Regions from separate parts of the Mus musculus genome. Here region 2 is linked to region 1. The links are chromatin contacts, called in public HiCAR-type maps. All regions are on one chromosome and are shown on one strand. Each heading gives the region's core, a stretch centred on a gene start, on an enhancer-like site or on the middle of the called end of the contact. The rest is flanking DNA. Distances are from core to core; before and after follow the strand shown.

Region 1 (7,022 bases), core at 4,483-6,982:
GTGGGCACTGATTAAGCTGTCTCTAGTGGACATTTCATGCTGTAAAATCATCTCATCGACTGGGATGTCTCTTGATGCCTGCTCACTCCCAGGCTATGTTCTGTGCCTTTCCCCTCCTATTCCCCTGCTCTCAGCCCAGCCAACTGCCACCAGTCGGAAGGAAGAGCCCTGAGCAATTGACCCTTGTCTAGGAACTAGTGACGCTCATTCCCACCCCGGCACCATCACAGGCAAAGCCACAATGCAGCTGCCCCACCCTGGAGATGGTACGGGTGAACTTGGCCCCGAGCTGCACCCAGCAAGGGGCCTGTGTCTCTCCGTACTCCTGTTCTGTGACACAGGGTCCCTGTTCAGAGAGACAGAGTATAGAGTGGGGTGACTGGACGGTACGCATCTCACTTCTTCGTTTTTGTTACAAATGACTTCCCTGCTCAGAAAGAGCAAGAAGCCGGGATATTTTTTCTTTTAAAAATATTTTATTTATTAACAAAAACCCTGAACTTTTCAGCAGGACTGTTTGGCTGGGGAAAGGATTCGTAGCATGGAAGGAGGACATTTTGACAAATCCCGTGTATTGTCTTGGAAGCGGGGAAATGTTCTAGTCATTCTGGAGCTCCGGGAATGGCTGAGGTATTTTTCTGAGGCCTTTGCGGTTATGTAACCCCTGACAGAGCTGAGGGAGAGCACAGTCCTTGCTTGAACAGCTGGGCTGGCCCACAGTGGAGAACCTGAAGACTAACAGATCCGATCTGAGCCGCTCCCAGCTCCTCTCTGTCCTCTCCTCTCCTCTCCCGTAGTGTGGCCCTCAGAGGGTCCCGGCAGCCTCTGGGAGTTCTGTCCTAGATACAAGGAATTGAATCTTAAGAGTAAGGGCCCTTTACTCTCCACTAGCCAGGGGAACAGAAACTGACTGTAAAAGGCATAGAGTCAAACTGCAGACTGCCCACCACAGCCTCTGCCTCATTTGTAGCCTTCCTTTGGGTTTCTTTTTCCAACTATTAAAAAATATTTAAAGCTATATACTATAGTTTGGATCCAAGATGTCTCCCAAAGGCCTATGTGTTAAAGGCGTGGCTCCCACGGTAGGGTCTGTTGTGATATCCTTCTATGATGATGGGGCCTAGTTGGAGGATATTAGGGAACAGGGGACACCATGAATGGAGCCCTTTCTTCTTCCTCTTCTTTTCTTTCGATGTCTGGCTAACACATGCTTCTGTGGAATGTACTGTACAAACCATGGTTGTATGACTTATGTAGACTACAGCTTCAGGCTGATGTTAATGGTCACAGGGGGTGGGGGAGGGAGGGCAATGTTCTGAGGGCATCGGAGAGGTTAAAGGTCAAAAGTCTGTCCCAATCTTATTATAGAAGTAACATGGGTAGAAATAAGGAATACTTGTCCTGTCTCTGGAGCGTAGCATCCTTGTTGTCCATGGACAGTGACATAGGGCCACTGTCTTACTGGGGATTAAGGACTTAAGTGTCACAAGTCCTGAGGTCACTGGGCCACCACACCATGAACTTCACCTCCAAAGCTGAGCAGAAACAAATATTCCCTCTTTTGGGTTGATTATTTCAAGTGTTGTTAGTTGCAGTAAAAGAAAGCAAACAAAAAGAAAACTGTTCTCTCTCTCTCTCTCTCTGTGTGTGTGTGTGTGTGTGTGTGTGTCTGGTTTGGGGCCTGTTGGTTGTAGGCTGTGGGTCTCTCTGGCTTTGAATCTTTTTGGCCAGGGTCCCTGAACAGCGGCAACTCTCTAGCCTTGGCGTGAATAGCAGTCCAATAGCATATCATCCATACCTTCTCTTAATGGGTGCAGAAGGAACTACAGTGGCTGGGGGGGGGGGGGTTGGCTCAGATCTCTAGGATCCCCATTGCTCTCTAAGCACAGTTCTTGAGCCTGCTCTAACTGGATCTCCTATCACTTCTGCAATGTCAACAACCACGTATTAAGCCATAGGGAAGCCTTAGCCAACAGAGCTTCAGAGAACCTGTCCATTGGCAGTGCCCTAGAGCAGGATGATCAGCCTGAGCCGGAACCCCGGTGTGGGAGGGAGGTGTTCCTGGGGAAGTGAATGGGAGGTGCTGCTTAGCATAGAGACGTTCGGTGCACAGTGCACTGAGCTGCACTTCAGTCTTTGATCCCCAGTAGGACAGTGGCCCTATGTCACCATCCTTGATAAGCACTTATTGGTGTTGATCTTTCAAGAAAAGATGTTTTTTTCCAGGTACAGGGGACAGAAAGCTGAGCCTTGATGACCAGATTCTCCCTCATTGACTTTGCTTTCTGAAGTTCTGTGTCTTTGGTTTAGCCTGGCAGTAGGAGATAGGTTCTGCCTTGTTGACATGGAATAGGGAGTATATAAGCTTCAGCGAGCTGGCTGCTAATATTTCTGGCATAGCTCCCTGCAGTCTAGGTGGTTAGTTTTTGCTAAATACCTACTGAATATGAACCTACAGGAAAGGACTGGTCTACTCATGTGGCAGGCGAACCTTGAACCAGAAGAGTGGCTCAGAGAGAGGTGGGTCCAGCCAAGTTGACTCTGAATACTGTGTTAGTCACCTTTGTGTCACTGTGATAAAATATCCAGCAGACATGACTTGGGGGCAGGAAGATTTATTTGAGCTTACAGTTTTGGAGGTCCCAAATCATTGCTACAGAGAACCTTCATCTGACTGCCCTATAAGCAGAGACAAAGTGGGGGGCAACTTTCTATGGCCTGCCTCTAGTGACTTACTTCTGCCAGCCAGGATCTCGCTCCAACTTCTCTTATCCTCCCCATACAGTCTGGAATAAACATCCAAAAACATAAGCTTGTAAGGAACGAGGCAGATTCCTTACGGTGATAAAGACATTTCTCTTTTTGTGTCCCTGTCTTGGAAGATATAAGCTTGTTTTTTTTTTAAATGGCTTGAGCAGTTATTTTTCAAGCTCACACCCAGTAACACATGTTTCTCTTTTATTCAATCCCCAAGTCTTGATAAATGCACAGAGTCACGTACTTCATCTCAGTCGAGACAGAACAGGTCTTCTGCCTCACAAAGCCTCTCTCATGGGCGTCCCATTCCCACCCACTGGCCCCTAGGTCTGTTTTCCACACCCAGAATCTTGCCTCCTCCAGACTGTCTTACACATGAGCCCATGCAATTCGCAACCTCGACATCTCCATGTGTCCAGAGCTGGTGGCTGAGTAGTGACTGCCTTCTGGGTGGGTTACAGTAGGTGGATGATTCTCCACCAAGAACATTGGGTTGATTTTCTAGAACAACCACTCAGGTTTTCACTTTAGGCAGATACTCTAGAATGAGAACCCCAGGTCTACCCTGGTTATCCTTTAGCATAGTCAGAACTTCTCTGGGCTTGCCTTGTGTCAGGAGCAAGTAGATACACAGCCTGCCCTCGCTCTTCAGGTGTGTGCACTATCATCATAACTGGCTTCTGGTTTTACTGTTGGGAGAAGGGAGATGCAGACAGGTTCAGAGTCTTAAGGAATTCAGTCAAGATCAAGCCAGAGTCTGGACCCTGCATCTTCGGTCGGTTGTTGCCTAGTTCCCTCATTTGTCTCTGCTGTGTTTTTGAGAGAGCATCTTGCCATGTTGCCTAAGCTGGACTTGAGATCCTGTTTCACCCCTCCCCTAAGTGCACCCCCACTCCTAACCTGTTCTTTCATGGAAAGAATGTATTCTCATGGAGACCCTCTTGGGACAGTTACCACCGAAGCATCTCACTTTCGAGTGAGGAATGTAACCCAAAGAGCAAGTTTAGGTGGCAGAGACCACGTAGCCGTTGGGCATGCTGATGGACTACATCCATCTCTGAAGGTGATGACATGGCTGTGATACATTCTACCTCTAGCACCCTGGTAAGAAAGCACCATCTACAAAAATCATTCTTCTGTGATTGATCTAAAGAGTTCTTCTGGGTTCTTGGTAGCAGGCCTGGCCTGGAACTGATATTCTGGCGCTCTGGGTGCTGGATTCTGCCTGTTCTTCTTTGGCTCTGACCCCTTTCCCTTCGTGCTATCATTTCATACTTGGGGCCTGTCCCTCAAGGTCCCTTTACCTGCTACAGCCTCCCAATCAAGATGGAGTGGGCTCCTAGGACTCTGGGCTCTAGCTCAGCTCCAGCCTCTGAAGATTGCAGCTGAGAATTAATTGCTATTCATTTTTATGTAGGTCACGTTTTCTTTAGAGGAAGTTGATGGGATTTCATTATCTGTGGAAAGCAGCCATACCAGAAAGAAGAATACTTTTGATTGATAATTTAGCTCAAGAATAGTGTCCCACTTTAACAAGTCTCTTGGGGAGCAGATGACCCCAGAGGGAACTATATGTATATCTAGTAGTCTGTGTATTTGGCAAAACTTTGTGTGTCCTAAAGAGAAGCAGGGCTGGGCCTGTCAGGACTTATAGATTTGATCTAGAAACTTGGGGCAGTATATAGTGGCCATCCCATCCTGACTAATAGCTTACCAAAGGAACATAGAGAACCCGGATGTTCCCCAGAGAGGCAGACCAGCTGAAAGTGCCTTAATTATATTCTTGTTAGCCCCAAACTAGATTGAACAAACAATTGTTTGTATTCACTGTAGGCAGGAGCAACATTCTGGACATTCCTGATGATGTTATCTGAGGAATACCTATACTCTGCTAGGAGACCTTCATTTATGAAATACGAACTTTTCTAAGGTTGGGCTGTGGCTCTGTGGATGAGATCTTTTCTAGAATTCAAAATGCCCAGATTAAACCCTAGCACTGCAAAAATCAGAAACAAAACCAGGAAGCACTCTGCCAACACAGAGTTCTTTAAAAAAAAAAAGAGAGAAAAAAACAGTAAGGAGAGAGTAGCCTCTTAAATCACAAGATTTCATAGTAAATTTATGCAGAGAATCAAAGAAAATCTGAGCATCACAAGAGTGCTGTACTCCAGAAAACTGTGACTGTCACATCGTAGGAGATTTGGACAGTAGAAAGCAAGCCTGCTGCTGGGGACTGGGACTCAGGAGGCAGAGCTTCTGGGGACAGACCCAACTTCACTCTCTGCTTGTGTTCCCTGGATCTGCCAGCAGCTGCCCCACTCCACCCCCACCCCCAGGCACCCTCAGTTTCACATCTGTGAAATGGGGGCAGTAACATCCCTTCTCTGTGCTGCAAGGACCAAGTGGCACCTCTAGCTCCCAGGAGCACAGGCGCGGTGCCAAGTGCTGCGGGGACCCTAGCTTTTGGTTTTGTTCCAACAGCCTGAGCCTCAAGAAGAAACATTAAATCGTTTTTTCTAGGAAATGCCAAAATTGAGGTTTTCCTTTGAAGCTTTGAGGAGGAAGCTTCTAAAAACCAACCATGTGTCCTTACAGGGCCCTGGTGTGTAAATAGCAGGGGGAAATGCCAGACAGCAGAGGGCTGTAAAATAAACAAGGCGTATTCCAGTGAGACTGGGGGAAGTCAGTGGCCCAGAAGGCACCAGGGGGCGCTCTGGAGCTGCAGGGAGGGGTTCTACACGATAAGGTCCAGCCTGCAGGGTCCTTCCCTCTGCCCGCATACTCATGCACAATCTGAAGATGCGTCCCCCGGTGTCCCTTTGGATCTTCCACGGAGAGGGTCTTCTTGGTTTCCTTGTCTAAGATGCAGTAGATGAGGCACTGTGGGAAATGGGACCTGCTTTGAGCTGTTCCCAGGCTTGCCCTCGCACTGGGAACTAGACTCCTCCAACTGACAGTCCCTGGTGAGGGAGAGCATTTCAGTACCGCTTATCCCTATAGCATCTCATCAGAAGAGCCACAGAGTGATCAAGTTCACTCTGAGGCCAGAAGAGCAGATGCACTCCCTCTGGTGGTGACCGTGCTTCTCCGGCAGAAAGGCTTTCTGGAGGATATGTCTGTTTCCCTGGTGGTTGGATGCCCCTGGGCTGCTGTTGAAGCCGAAGGATCTGGCAAGAGATAGAGGCTGGTGCCATAGAAGGAACCTGCAGTTTTCTCCACTCGCTGGCATACAGAGCGGGTGCTGGTGCTGACAGGATTTTCACAGCTGGTGGGAAGCCACAGTGCAAGAACAAATGAGGGAAAGCAGCTCGGAGAGGGAGAATGGTGTGTTAGAATCAACACAGCTGAGTAAGTGTGAGGTCTGGGTGAGAAAGGGCTGTCGGGAGTGGGCGGGGCCAAGAAGGGGTAGTAAGGGTATGGCAAATCGAAAGATAAGCCCCAAGGCCCTGTTTCCTCTCCCCTCGGGCACACTTTAACTGTAAGATAGAACTGGTAAATAACTCAGAAATGATCTTAGCACATCATTAATATAGACAAGTTGCACAAAAGCTGTGTGTGTGTGTGTGTGTGTGTGACCTTGTGTTTGAGAATAGTAATGGACATTATAAAATGGAGTCTGGAAAAATCATTTTTGCCATTTTAGTGATAGAAAATTAAATGTGTTAATTTATAATCCCACCTAGCCTAATTTTTCTTTTAAAGGCTGCTGTATTTATTTTAAAGCCTTGAACATAGAATACAAAGGAGGGTTCAAATCTCATTATTGCTTCTTTGATGCCTGAATCATTCATATCCTAGGATGACCCACTGTCAGTAAGCCCCAGGAAGGCCCAGGATACTTCCGGCCCTGCATCAGTGCATCTCAAAGATCTCGCATGCACCACCAAGGGATGGTAGAACAGAATTAGGAAGTTACAGGCAGAGAGCCTCCAGCCTTTCTAAGGCATCGACTCGAATCCTCTCCTGAGCCTGGGGTGCTCTTACTGATGCATAGAAAGAACAAGAAAGAAGGGGGAAGAGTCCAAGCCCTTAGGGAGCGCTCCGAAAACCTTCACATGTTTACTGAGCACGTGCTACGTGTGAGACATAGTTGTTGGTCTTGAGGACTGACACTGTGGCCAGGAACAAGACAGTGGTCAGAATTATTAGAAAGACAAGAGCGTCGATCAAGCAGTGAATTACGCAATCCATGTAGCAAAGACTGAACCTATTGACAGGAAGAAAATTAATATAGACGAGGCTGTAGGTTTTGTCAGGTAGATGAG
Region 2 (6,710 bases), core at 1,168-3,667, 2.5 Mb after region 1:
TGAAGGTGTCAGATCCCTTGAAACTGGAGTTCTAGACAGTTGTGAGCTGCCATGTGCGTGCTCAGAATTGAACCTGGGTCTTCTTGACGGATATAGCCAGCCCTCTTAACCCTGAGCCCTCTCTCCCTGCCCCCACGTGAGGAATTTTAAGTGGAGGGGGAGGGTCGTTGAAGCTGCTGAGCTGCCAAGGTGGAGACCAAAGCAGGGGACCTATGACCTTTTTACCTGTTTTCTTTTTGTTTATTTGAGACACGGTCTCTGTGTGTAGTACTGCTTGTTCTGGAACTCGCTTTGTAGACCAGGCTGGCCTCGAACTCAGAGATCTGCCTGGGATGAAAGGTTTGTGCCACGAAACCTAGGCACAGTAGTGGTTCTGGGAATAGAAGGGGAGGGGAGGGGTGGAAGAGTCTGTGTAGTAGTCATAGCTGGAGTCAGTTGGTTGAAGGATAATTTATGTAGTATGAAATGTGCAGCTCAGTGAGTTTTCATAAGGCCTACACCTTATGTTGCTACCATCCTAGTCGAGAGATCAGTGTGTCACCCCAAAAGCCTTTCCCATGCTTCTTGCTGTCTCCAACCTCTGTCCTGTCACTTCCTGTCTCCGTACACTAGCGATGTTTGTTCGAGGATTTCCTGTCAAGGACGAAGTCTCATGATGACGTATGAATCTAATCACCTGTGATACCCACGTGGGCCACTGTATTATTTCATTTCCTTCCCTATTTTTTTGTGACAAAGTCTCACTCTGTAGCCCTGAATGCCCCGGCTCTTATTATATAGACCAGGCTGGCCTCGAACTCAGAGATCCACCTGCCTCTGCCTCTGCCTCTGCCTCTGCCTCTGCCTCTGAATGCTGGTATTAAAGACTTATGCCACCACACCCTGTTGTGGGGGGGGGGCAGTTTTGAAAGAACACAGACCCACTATTAACTGTGATGTCAGAGGAATATGCCCTGTCCATGCCCTGTAAACTTTGGAACCTCACAGACATGCCGTGTACTGTAGTCTTGGCCATGCTGATGATTAAGTAATGCTGCTATTGTCTTTAAAAACAAAACAATACAAAACAACTGTACTTTATGTGACAAAGATTGGTCCACAAGTTAAAAACAAATCATCCCAGACTTTGCTTGCACTTGGGAAGGCTTTAGGGGAGGCGGCGAGGAGATGGCAGCCCCTCCCCTGACTGAGCACAATCCTGGCAGTCCTCTGCAAACGCCCCTGCCCTGAAGGGACCCAGGAGGCCTGCAGTTTCTGGCTGTCCTTACAAAGTTGATTTAATAAGGATTCCAGGAAAACCAGCCTCCTCTCCCACCCCACCCCACCCCGTCCTTCTCCCGTTTGCCATATTACCGAGTCTTAAGCTTTGTTTCTTCAGATTGGGTTTTGGGGTTTGTGTGTAAAATGAAACTGGGACACAGGCCCAGGGGCAGAATACCGGCTTCCAAAAGTTTAGGAGTCTGAGGAAGACTGCTTGCATGTATTTGTCTCCGAGAGCAGGACTTGAGGCATCAGTGAGTGGGTACGTCCAAAACTTTGCAGGGCCACTTGTAGTTGGGAATGGCGGCCTCTGCTTCCCTGTTCCCTGAGCACCCTAAAGGAGCAAGCCAGTGTGAGACTTCCAGCCTTGAAATGCTTTCCTCCGTCCACAGAAACCTGCATCTCATAAGAGATTTAATGGCTGAGGTTTTACAGCTCCTCCCACCCACCCAGATTTGAAGGAGTCTGGTGGCAGGATGAGGGAGGAGAGGTTACGTTAAATGGAAAAGCTGCAGGCTGCAGGCCCGCTGTGTACCACAAAGCCCGGCTTTGTCCTTGTTCTGCCGAAAAAACCTGTGCCTATGGGGAAAGGCTGGGGGTGCTGCCAAAATCTGGCCCTGGCCTCAGCTGTAGCTCCCTGGTAGCCCTCCCACGCCCACCCCACTAGGGGTCCTGAGCTGCCACTGGTCCAAGAGGGTGTGGATTTCAACCTAGCTGCCTGGGAGTCTAGCTAGGTATGCAGTGTGTATCACTGACAGGCAGGCTGTAGTCCAGGCAGCTTTTGCTTGTTGGTGTGACCTAAGGAGTAAGGTTACATAGCTGGCTTGGAACACTTTGGGGGACACACCGTGGCCACCCTCCACCCCCAGTAAAATTTCTTGTGAAAAGACCTTGTTTGTTTCTAACCCACTGGACAGTAGAGGATTCCAGAATGAAAGGTGTTAAATGATGCCCCCCCCCTTTGTTGTTGTTCAAGCGAGGGTTGGGGGGTTAGGTCCATGAAGTCTGTTGCCAGGTTTCCCTACGTCATTGTGCATCCCCTCCCTGGAGGTAGAACCAGCGCTTCTGAAAGGTGCTTGCTAGCGGAGGGGGGTGGGGTGGGGAGGGAGGGCCGTGCTCAGCCTGTGAGAGAATGTGAGGGTACTCACGTGTCCGGATCAGCGAGGCCCCGGGCAGCCGAGCCGCTCAAGGCTGTGTTCTTGGCTCGGGCCTCCGCATTGCTACACCATTAGCCTCACTCATTTTTCCACTCTGCCGTTGCCAGCCGCTCCCCAAAGTAAGGGGGGAGGAGGAGGAATTTCTCAGGGAAGAAAGAACAAATGGTTGTCCAGAGGACTTGCTGTCGGTGGGGGAGTAGGGGTGGGGGGGCAGGGAGGGAGGCCATACAAAGAATCCAGCCAGGATTCTGTCACCCCGAGTCTGGGACTACCTGTGGGGAGGGCAGAACCGGAGGGAGCTGGCTTCTGTGAGAGCGTGCTTCTGCTGCGTCCCGAGTGGGTGGGCAGGGCCTAAGCAATGGGTCCTTTCTGTCAAGGAGCAGGGTGTCTCTGGGATGTCATTGATGGCCTTGGGGAAGTGACTTCTGGGGATCATTATCCAGGAGGTGAGAGCCAGGTCAGAGAGTCTGACCAGCAGCTCTGCCCTGTTTTTATAAGGCCTCATTCCTCGAGGCTATTGGGAAGTCTCTTTGCTCATCCCCCCCATCCCCACCCCCCATCCCCCACATCCTTACTTCCCTCTTCCCTGGAAACCAGACAACTGTTTCTCCCCTAACCGGGAGTGACCCGGCTGCTCTCTCTCCTCAGCTTCGTAACAGTGCTCATAACAGATTCTCAGATGCATAACAGTGTCACAATTACAGTTAGGAAGTAGCAACAAAATAATCTTATGGTGATGGTGGGGTCACCACAACACGAGGAACTGTATTTAATGGTCGCAGTGTTAGGAGGTTGAGACCCATGGCCTTAAGAGAAGCCTTTTGGAGTCTGGGCTGCCTCTGACTTTTAGTTTGCTCTGTCAGCCTGTAGTGTGACCGGTAGGAACCTAGTCACCTGGGCCCTCTAAATGGCTGTAAGTAGAGAGCCCTGGGCTTGAGCCACTGCCTCCCTCACCCCATCGGGTCTTTGGCTAACACCACTGTCCACTTACCCCATACCACACATGGTTCCTGCTGTCTTCATTCGGGAATCATGTCCTGCATACGGAGCAAGGCTAGGGTGAGAGTTGAAACCCAGTACACCGGTGGTCCTATCTGCTGAGTTGCTGTGCTCCTGAGCCTCCTGGGATAGCTCCTGTAAGAGAGGTGATTTGGGGGCAGCGGTACTCTTGGTTAGCCTGAAAGCAGCCGTTCCCCAGACCCTGAATGTGTAGGCAAAGTGGGTAAGAGGGCCCGGGAATTCAGCAAAATGTAGACTTGCCGCCTGTGAGTCTGGATAGAAAACGTCAGGACTGAAATTTCAAATGGTTAATTAGCAAAGAAAATTGAGTCCAGGACTCAGCCTTTCCTCCCCCATGGTCCCCACAGAGACTGCTAGGCTCAGGCTGGTTACCGGCCTCTTCCTTCACTGATTCTCCCCCATCTAGCCAAGTATATTCCTATTTTTTCCTTGACCGTAGCATGCACCATATATATGACCATTGCTTGTCCCTCTCCTTTTACATGAAATGCCCACCCGTCCCCGCCCAACTTTTTATAATTCTTTAATCATATGTACTTAATTCTTACCCTTAAGATTTAGTCTGGGTCCCCACTAAGATTTTATTTAAAAGGCCACCCCTTTCTTGGGGTTTCTTTTGTTTCCACGTTATTTTATGTGTGTTGTGTGCATGCAGTGCTTGCAGTTCCGGACAAGACCAGAAGAGGGCGTCAGCTCCCCCCCTACACACACACCCCGGAACTAAAGTTACATACAGATGGTTGTGAGCCACCATGTGGTTGCTGGGAATTGAACTCAGGACCTCTGGGAGAGCAGTCAGTGCTCTTAACCACTGAGCCATCTCTCCAGCCCAGACACTGTCAGTCTTTAAGAACATTGATTTGATGGATGTAGAACCTTTAATTCTAGTACTCTGAAAGTAGAGGCAGGTGAATTTCTGTAAATTAGAGGCCAGCCTGGTCTACAGAGACCCTGTTTCAAAAAGCAAAACAGAACAATCAATCAATAAAACAACAAAAATAAAAACAAACAAGAAAACCTCCAAAACACTATTTTGATATGTGTTTATAACAAGAAATCAGAAACTACAGGCTTGTACAGACAGATAAATAATGTCTTAGATTCTCATCATCCATCAATAATCACAGTTGGCCTGAATCTTTTTTGTTTTTTGTTTTTTTTTAGATTTTCTTCTTGTGTTTATATCTGAGAAATGGAATTTATACTGTATATATTGGCTTATATCTTAAATCTGTTCCTATATAGATTTTTTTTTGGTAGTAACTATATAATATTGCATTGTGTGGGTTACAGAATTTTTACCCTTCTGCTATCAGGAAATGATTTAGGCTGTGTGTAGTGGATTGCTCTGTGGCATTTTCTCTTCTTTCTTTCTTTTTTGTTTTTAATTATGATTTTAAAGACAGGATTTCTCTGTGTAGCCCTGGGTGTCCTGTGACACACTCTGTAGACCAGGCTGGCCTCAAACTCATAGAGATTCCCCTGCCTCCATCACTGGAATGCTGAGATTAAAGTGGTACACTCCCATATGTTTTCATAGACTTGCAGATATAATAAATAACCCAATTAGGGAGTGATACTTGAAGCCCACATCAAATAAAGACAAGATATATAAGAACATCTCACACTGCATAAGAGGGCCAAAGGGCTCAAAGTAAAGGGGCAAACTGCTTATCTGCAGGCAGTACCAGCTCATTAATTTCATTATGGTTGGATATACAGAGACGTATTTATATTGATTATATTGATTTGTTGCCTTAACGGTGTCTGGAGGCTTGTACTATGAAAAGGTTTTGTCATCATGCAAGCAAAATAAAGTGTTCTTACAAACTTACAAAGTGTAGCCCAGCACACCTAGGCTATATAGTGCGTACCTCTGTGTATATGGTATTTGACCTTGGTCTTAGGCCACAATAAGCCAACACAAGTTTAAACCAAGTACAAGAGATCAGGATACAGCCAAAGTTGGAGGAACATTGAATGTGTGAGGCTGCTCTTGGCATAGTGTGAAACATTGTTTTATAGTGAACTTTTTTCTTTTTAAAGATGGGCTCTCATCTACACCAGGCTAGCCTCAAACTCCCAATCCTCCTGCCTCCGTCTCCCAAGTGCTGAGGCTTTTATATCACTGCACCTAATTTTATGGTGAAATTTTTTAAAAAAGGAAGAAGTGCATGTGTGTGCTTGTAGATCAGAGGATAACTGGCTGGAGTCAGTTTTCTTCTTCCACTATGTGAGTCCCAGGGATTAAACTTAAGCCAAAACCTTTCCTATGTAATGGGTGACATTCTAAAGTAATAATTAAAAGTATAGCATAGGGCTGGAGAGATGTCTCAGTGGTTAAGGGCACTGACTGCTCTTCCGAAGGTTCTGAGTTCAAATTCCAGCAGCTACATGGTGGCTCACAACCACTCGTAATGAGATCTGATGCCCTCTTCTGGTGCGTCTGAAGACAGGTACAGTGTACTTACATATAATAAATAAATAGATAAATAAATAAATAAATCTTTAAAAAAAAGTATCGCATACTCACAGCTGACAAGATGGTGTAGCAGGAAAAACACTTGCTACACGTAAAGCCTGGGTGATCACTTGCTGCTGAATTCAATCCCCAGAACTTCTGTAATGGGAGAAGGGGTGACTCCGCTCCACAAAGTTGTCCTTTGGCTTCCACGGGTGTAGGGGGTGGGGTGGGTGTGCACATACAGAATGACAATAAAGAATTTTTAAAAATGCTTTAGTACATCCAACCTACTCTATATCATAGTTTGGCCCACTTTAAATGTGTTTGCCGGACTTCCTTTTACCTGAAGCTTGGCCAAAGCAGGAAACATAGAGCCTAATCTTAGCCAATGGAGGAACATGCCTGTAATCTGTTTGGGTGGCTGAGGCAGGGGGATTGGGAGTTTGAGACTATTTAGGTAGAGGTTGTAACTTAGTGTTTGGCTGGATGCTTGTTTGACATGTGTGAGGGTCTGGGTTCAGTTTTCAAAACGCCTCATCTCAAAATGGTTTATGAAGAATCAGTTATTTTGCAGCCAAGGCTGCATGGCTTGCGAGTAGCCTAGAATATGGTATAGTTTCTACTTTCCTTATATTATAGTTGGAAGGTTTTTTTTTAAGATTTATTTTTAATTACATGTATGTATGTATGTATGTATGTATGTGCACAGGACTGCAGCCCACAGAAGTTAGAAGAGAGTGTCAGATCCCCCAAAGCTGGAATTACAAGTGGTTATGAACCTGTCTTACGATGTAGATCAGGCTGGTTGC

The links. HiCAR-type assays count read pairs that join an accessible place to other places.
Region 2: a HiCAR-type map of astrocytes shows a contact between it and region 1, with 3 times the contacts expected there. The contact joins two enhancer-like sites. A contact is called at or near these places in 1 of 39 promoter capture datasets (the C10 cell line) and 1 of 115 datasets of contacts at active chromatin or transcription factors (astrocytes).

Annotation. Positions count from the first base shown.
Region 1 is chr8:23,022,624-23,029,645 of GRCm38.p6, forward strand. All of the region lies in intron 1 of Ank1 (ankyrin 1, erythroid), which reads left to right. Among named protein-coding and RNA genes, the nearest start is that of Gm51563, 11 kb to the right of the region's middle. Within about 2 kb of position 5,733, at least 125 of the 459 cell types and tissues checked have an H3K27ac peak or open chromatin away from gene starts, as enhancers often do. A contact at or near this core is called in astrocytes, where this site is marked.
Region 2 is chr8:25,534,909-25,541,618 of GRCm38.p6, forward strand. The region is part of intron 2 of Fgfr1 (fibroblast growth factor receptor 1); the gene reads left to right. Gm31288 (a long non-coding RNA gene) reads right to left here. Exons shown (of 3, transcript XR_003947368.1): 1 at 2,409-6,710. Among named protein-coding and RNA genes, the nearest start is that of Gm31288, 7.5 kb to the right of the region's middle. Within about 2 kb of position 2,418, at least 239 of the 459 cell types and tissues checked have an H3K27ac peak or open chromatin away from gene starts, as enhancers often do. A contact at or near this core is called in astrocytes, where this site is marked.